Regions from separate parts of the Zea mays genome. Here region 1 is linked to region 2. A link is a contact called in public Hi-C data. All regions are on one chromosome and are shown on one strand. The core of a region is the stretch at or near the end of the contact, and the rest is flanking DNA. Distances in the headings are between cores, read along the strand shown. Region 1 holds the start of LOC103643335. Region 2 holds the start of LOC100282002.

Region 1 (3,679 bases), core at 424-2,923, 210 kb after region 2:
TCCTTACTTCCCAACACAGTGCCCTCACCAGACACTTCTGCTGCAACATCAGAAGATATCATCCTGTTAATCCTACCACTGTCAGATACTATCTTACCCATCACGGGTTTTTTGGAAGAATTCTTAGAAAAAGATGCAGCAACAGTGTTGTATCTGTACGAAGTCCTACCATATTTGTTCATCACCTTTCTATCTTTTACTAGTGCCCATGACAGCGTCTTCCTTCCAAAGTTCCCACTTAAACCAGGGAAATCTCTTGCAGAAACATCCCTATAAGATGCAGGATCAAGCAGAACAGCATCGGAAGAAACCTGAGACCCCCAAGCCTTCTTGGAGGGAACCTCTCCATTCTCTAATTTGCCATCTTGTACAGCTCCAGCACTAGTACCAGTGCAAGCAGCAACAATTTCCACAGCACGTCCATCAGCCAAAGAACTACCATGAGCACGCCCAGACTCCAATGGCCGATGCACCTTGCTATGGCAACCGCCATCCTTTCCATGGCCAGGTAGCAAGGTGCGTGTGGTAGATATGATCTCTGGCTTTGGTGGAAATCGTGCGCCGGTCACCGGGCCCTTCTTCCCCCGCAGCTCATCAATCCTTGCTCCCCTTCCTCTGTCATGTGCAGCAGACGATTTCACCAATCCAGCATCATGACGATCTGTGTTCGACATTGGAGCAGCTCCATCCCTGGCACACGGCTTTTTGAGAACCCTCGTGCCAGCAGCTTTGGGGGACACCGCTCTCGACATCACACCAACACCAACACCATCCTTGAGGCCCGCGAGGGGACGAGCAACTGCCGGCTTCTTGAATGCATCAGAAGCTCTGTTCTCACGTTGCCCTTCGTATCGTGTCCGCAAACCTCCGTCGGCATCTGCACCAGCGAGCGGAGCAGGAGCAGCCGAGGTCCACCTGGAGGCGGGTGGGAACTGCCGAGTGACGGAGACCGCCCTCCGCTTGGGCGGTGGGAGCACGGGCGCAGCAGACGGGCGCTTGCTCACAAGAACACCACCTCGTCCGCCGCCATCCTCCTCCCGCGGCGGTGGAGCCTCACCACCAGTGGCGACGGTCGCAGCATTCCGTCCCACAGGGTCCGCGCTGGCACTCACCGCCACCTCACGGTCCGCCACGCCGCCGCGCCTCGTGTACCGCCCGCCCGCCTCCTCTCCCGCGCTCCGACGCGCTCCCCCGCCGCCGCTGCCTCCCTCGCCTCGATGACCATTGGCTGTGACATGAGGAGGACGCCGAAGCGGAGGCGGCGGGCGACGCAGAAAGACGCGGCGGGTGCCGCGCTGGTCGCGCGCGCGGTTGAAGTTGGCTCCGGTCCCCGGAGGCCGCGCCGAGTGAGGCATGACCTGGCCCAAGCACGAAACAAAAGCGCACGAGATCAACATTCGCCATTCGCAGAGCACCACCGTAGAAAAAAAAGAAAACAGAGAAAAACGAAGCCGGAGGAGAGACGCCACGTGGAGGGATACGCGCACGGACTCGCTCACCTCTGAGCTTTCAACCAACGGCGGCGTCGACGATGTAGAGGAGGAGAAGCGCGCCGCCGACGAGGGCACCCTGGAAGTTCCACCAGAGGATCCGGTTGGGTTGAGGAGAGGCATAGAGCGGTTGGGGTTTTAGAATTTGGAATTGGAGGCCGAAACGGCGAAACGACAGTGCCTTGCGCGGTTGCGCCCTTGCCTGAGAATGGGGAGGACGAGCGAGTGGGACCGGGCCCTGGCTCACGGGCACGTGGCCTGGGCCAGGGGCACGTGGCCTGGCGTGCGGGAAGTTTGGACTTTGGACTCGAGCTTGACTGCATGACTGCCAGGTCCGAGATGGGTCCCTCGGAGTCGAAACGGATATGCACACGGCGCGACCTGTCCGGCTGTCCGTCGTCTCGTGTCGTGTCGCTTGCGATTGCTCTAATTCTCACGAAAATCTCCCTTCCCGGATGAATCAATTCCTTCCTAAAATCTGGGAAAGCGAAATTATCATAAATCATCATGTTAAAAAATATGTTCTACAACTACAATATATCTAATAATAATAATACTAACTTGATGTCATGTCATAAGTATTGATGATTTGTTTTCAAAGTTCAGTTAAAGTTTAAAATTTTTTATTTAAACTAACGTCCCTCTTAGTTGACACCCCAAGCAAATAGCCACCGAATTAACCAATTATTAGCCGGGTCAATAAGGGTGTGTTTGGTTTAACTTTTGACATTGACTTTTGCCCTCTAAAAGTCAAAAGCTAAATCAAAGGTCTAGATCTAGGAACTAGTTTTTTCTAAAATTCAACTTTTTTGCAGTACAAAACTGAAAACACCTTCGGATCTGCTTTTAGTGGCTTTCGAATGGAACTGTGAAAACATATATCGAATAACTTTTAACAACTTTTAGTGATTTCGACCAAACGGTTTTAGCTTTTTAATAGTTTACAGTCTATAATAGTTTTTTCCACAGCTCACAGCTCTTAGCAGCTTTTTTCACAGCCACAGCCCAACCAAACAGACTCTAAATCAGCCAGAGGATGGTAAAAACCGACAATACTATAAAATAGTTATGTTTAAATGATAACATATTTTTGTTATAATTGACATCCGTTAATACTAATAACATCCTACAGAGAGTATTAGGGGGTGTTTGGTTTCTAGGGACTAATTTTTAGTCTCTACATTTTATTCCATTTTAGTTCCAAAATTGCCAAATATGGAAACTAAAACTCTATTTTAATTTCTATATTTGGCAATTTATATACTAAATTGGAATAAAATGAAGGGACTAAACATTAGTCCCTTGAAACCAAACACCCCCTTACAAGTCTCACTGAAAATTAAAGAAATATCCAATTTGACTGGGCAGAAAGGAAGATCACTGTACTGGGGCGCTGGGCAGTAGTGCAGGTGTGCATTGTTTGAAAACTATGGAAATCTACCATAATTTTCTTCCGTGAGAAAGTTTGCTGAACCGATATTCAAATGTTTTTGCCCCAAAGCAAGCCAGAGCCAAGCAGAGAGTATGTGTGGAGCATCTTCGCCTCGATGTATAGAGAGGTTTGTGGCCTGATTGGTTGTCTTCCTAGTGAGTCAGTCTCGCACCACGGAAATTTTGGTAATATCATCAGCCCTCTGGTGGCCTCTCGTGGGTCACCGTCTCACCGATGATAATCTCTTTGTATTTGCCTTTATCGGCCGCATTAGATCGAACCAGGACTTTCTTCTCGTCAAAATTGATCATATTCATCGGAAGGGGCTCTGTGTCCACCTATATTTCTTGAAGCTTTAATCAGCCCTTGTTGATGGCTGATTGGACCTGTCGTCGAAATATATTACAATCATTAGTGGCATGAGAGAACAAATTATGTCACTTGCAATAAAGCACAGCGTTTAAGCTCGTCGGCAGCGGATGTAATCGTGTGATTTATTTTAGTATTGCCACTTTTGAGTAACTCGACAAATATTCTGTCACATTTGCCAACATTGAATGTAAATTTGACCTCTTCTTGTCGTCTCTTCTGAACAGACTGCAAAGAGGAATAAACTGAAGATTTGGCCTACTTTGACGAAACCATCTCGGCAACGTATACTTCTTGTGGTTCGTCGTCCGAGCTACTCTAGTCACATTCTACCACATAGACATAATGATGAACTGATTTAGATGTGTCTTTGCTTCGGCTTTCGCAA
Region 2 (3,524 bases), core at 209-2,708:
TAGATTTGTCAAATGCACGCGCTAATCTCCTATAGTCGTTTTGCATACCGCCTATAATATTTTGCATTTGTTCACGCTGTTCATCTACATAATTCTTAAGAGATTGTAGTTCGTTTGTATTACTTACATTGGGGATATCTGGCGTGGGTCACAGTGAAGCCGGATCCGTCGCCCGATGTCGAACGACTTTGTTGTTCCTGTCCACTTTGAAGTTGGCCAAGAACCTTGCTTTTGCCTCCTGGATCATCTGCTCCTTATGCTCCTCGAACTGGAGCTGTTCGTCAGCCGGCAAGGTTTCCCAAGTCGGCTCTATGATGTTGCTTGGAGAGACTTCAGAACTATCCCTCGAACCGGCTATTGAGGGCCGATTTGATAGGTCTAAATATGTCTTCCCCAGCGGAGTCGCCAAAAAGTATGTTGACGCCTTTTTGGAGCGCCAAACACTTCAACAAGAACCGTGGCGGTGCCCTCTGCACAGGGGCGGACGGTCCGCGCGCAGGGGACGGACGGTCCGCGGCCTGGTGCGAGGCGCGGCGGTGCTCTCTGGTCAGGTGCGGACGGTCCGCGGCCTAGGGCTGGACGGTCTGCGACCTAGGGCCAGACGGTCTGCGACCTGGCGCAGGGGCTAGGGTCTCCTGCCTGACGGTCGGACGGTCCGCACCCTGGGGTCGGACGGTCCGCGCGTGCGCAGGGGCGGCGGAAGATCGCCGGCGGCGCCTGGATCTCGCTTCTGGGAGGGACCCCGTCGGGGAGAAGAGATCCTAGGAGTTGTCTAGGCTCGGGCCGGCCGACCTAGACTTCTCTAATCGACGTAGAGTCGAAGAGAGGCGAAGAATTTAGGGATCGAGAAGCTAAACTAGAACTACTTCTAATTGTACTAGAAATAAATGCGAATAGAAGTTGTATTGATTCGATTGATGATGATTAATCGGCCGTAATCCTCTGTTTTTATAGAGGAGGGGGCTGGACCCGTTACCAACAAAACTCCGAGCAAATCCCGCGATTTTCGCCAACAAACGCAGTGAAAAACTCGGAACCCTAATCTATTCTGCGCGTGCGCGGACCGTCCGGCCCACAGGCGCGGACCGTCCGGACCGCGGACCGTCCGGTCTCAGAGCCGGACTGTCCGCACCTCAATTTGGTGCCCAACAATATGATAATTTTGGTCACTTTTGTTATATAGAAAGTTTAAACTAAATACTTATTGCGCTGTTGTGGTGCTAGTTGGTTATATATTTATATTAAATTAGGTAAAACGGGCTATCTGAATCTGAACACAAAAAATTCGAATACTCGAAAATTTGAGTACCCAATATATAAAGTTTATGTTGAGATATCATTTCTAGATATTCGAAATTTAAAAAGCTCGAAAAGCTCGACCCAAATTTTGGGCTAAGGTGAATGCCCAGATCTACGGACTACCAAGATGTGGATACCCGTGTTAAAAAAGCGTGAACTGTACAGTACTATCATTTCCACGGAGCCTTCCGGATAGGATTTGTCTCCCCTCCACTGCGCCTCTCCGTTTCCGCCATGGCTCCGGCCGCCGCCTTCCTGTCGGCGTGCGCCGCTGGTTCCATTCCCCGTGCGCCCTTCCTGATCCCGAGGCCTCTTCTTCTCCCAATTCCGCTCTCCCCTGCGCGCTGGGACCGCTCCCGCAGCTGCAGCCTCTTTGGCGTAGGCGCCAACACTCGCCGCGCGCCAACCCTTCGACGGAACGCCTCCACGGAGACGGTGGTTCCCTACGTGCCGGGCTCTGGCAAGTACATAGCGCCGGACTACCTCGTGGTACGCAGCACGGTTCACTGGATCGCAAATCTTTCTGCTCCTCGGCAGTCGGTGAGTTCGAGTCTGAGCGGTGCTTTGCATTACTCGTGGTTGCAGAAGAAGGTGTCAGCCGAGGAGGTGCAGGAGCTGGTGAGGGGGCAGAGGAAGGTGCCGCTCATCGTTGACTTCTACGCGACCTGGTGCGGGCCCTGTGTTCAGATGGCGCAGGACATCGAGATGGTGAGCCACCCTCCCTGCCAGTTTTCCATCATTTGGTTTGCCTGTGTGACTTTTGATATCTTGGCCAACACAATGCCTGTCTGTGAAGTTGCAATCAATGGGAGTTATGGGACCAGTGGTATAAACGAGTTCTATGTGCCTCGTCAGTGACACCTTCAGCGGCAACCATGCTTTGAAATGGAAAGGAATGCAGTACACAGCTATGCTTTGCATAGGTTCTGCTGGATTAAGCAATATGTGAAGCTTCTGAGTATATTTAAATACTTTCATTGGGCGATTTAGTCTAGATTAATATCAGACTATATTATTTTAGAGGAATTTAGACAGCTTGGTAGCTGGTGTAGTCTGGTATAGGACAAGTTGACAAGGCCTACGAGAGGAATTTAGAATTTGGACAGTTTAGAATTTTCATGCGAAATGAAAAAAAAATATTTTCTGAAAATAATAAAAGACTTCCCCTAGCAAATATTAGTATCTTTAGCAATTAGTGATTCTTCTTTTGTTTCTTTTGAAAACAATGTGAAAAGATGACCAAGAAGAAAAAATCTTGTTGAAAACCACTTTTGGATTTCTAGCTTTTATTAAATCATAGTCAATCACTTGAGATTCTGTTTAACTATTGCCGGTATCTTGAATCTTGGAGCTGTTCGCACTTACGTGTGCTCCCTTTTTTCAGGACAAGAAGATTATCTAATTGCTCTTTCTATGTTGATACATCATGTAGTATCTCTAATAAGTCCTTTCAATGTATTGCAGCTTGCAGTTGAGTATGAGGACAATGCCCTGTTTGTGAAGGTGGACACAGATGATGAATATGAATTTGCAAAAGACATGCAGGTACAACCAAAATGGCACTCATTGAAGCGAACAATGTGTTGATTACATTCTTATTTAGGGTTCTTTTTTTTCCTTCAATTTTTGAAGTCACTAATGCTGAAGCTTTCAGGTAAGAGGGCTTCCGACCCTTTACTTCTTCAGTCCAGACCAAAACAAAGATGCCATACGCACCGAGGGGCTAATTCCTATGGATATGATCAGAAACATCATTGACAACGAGTTATGACAGCTGATAGATCACTGTATTAGGAACATAGGCAATGTTTTATCTTTGTAGCAGAAAATTTTTTGTCATGAGGCTAAGCATTACCGCTAGGTGCTAGTTTGTGTGCTTGATGTTTTCTTTTGCTCCAATGGTAGGTTTCATCTGTGCAAATCCATTCTGCTGTTTCTGTATCGTGTTGTTTATTCTCATCAAACTCTAGGTTGTGTCGTGCTGTTGTCGGTTAGGCCTGTGTGACCATTTTCATCCCTCGAATGATAAGATGGCTTTGGCTCAGATTGGTCCTCAAATTATGATAGAACCAATTTGGTCCTTGAGGTGGCATTCTGGGCTTAAATTTTGTCGAGAACATGGGATGACTTCTGCTTGCAAGGAATGGGAGCAGACAATTCGATTCTCGCATGGATGGTTTAAGGGAAGGTAATTAATGGTGCAATGGATATAAGAAACTAATAGG

The links. A called contact is a pair of places that touch in the nucleus more often than the background predicts.
Region 1: a contact with region 2 is called in a Hi-C map of ear, with 2.6 times the contacts expected there. The contact joins the promoter of LOC103643335 here to the promoter of LOC100282002 in region 2. A contact is called at or near these places in 2 of 25 Hi-C or Micro-C datasets (ear and tassel).

The regions. Positions count from the first base shown.
Region 1 is chr1:224,906,853-224,910,531 of Zm-B73-REFERENCE-NAM-5.0, forward strand. It overlaps LOC103643335, which reads right to left and starts at 1,674. Exons shown (of 2, transcript XM_008666495.3): 1 at 1,500-1,674; 2 at 1-1,358. The coding sequence starts at 1,613.
Region 2 is chr1:224,701,661-224,705,184 of Zm-B73-REFERENCE-NAM-5.0, forward strand. It overlaps LOC100282002, which reads left to right and starts at 1,459. Exons shown (of 4, transcript NM_001154916.3): 1 at 1,459-1,788; 2 at 1,885-2,007; 3 at 2,764-2,844; 4 at 2,954-3,503. The coding sequence starts at 1,534. The coding sequence ends at 3,070.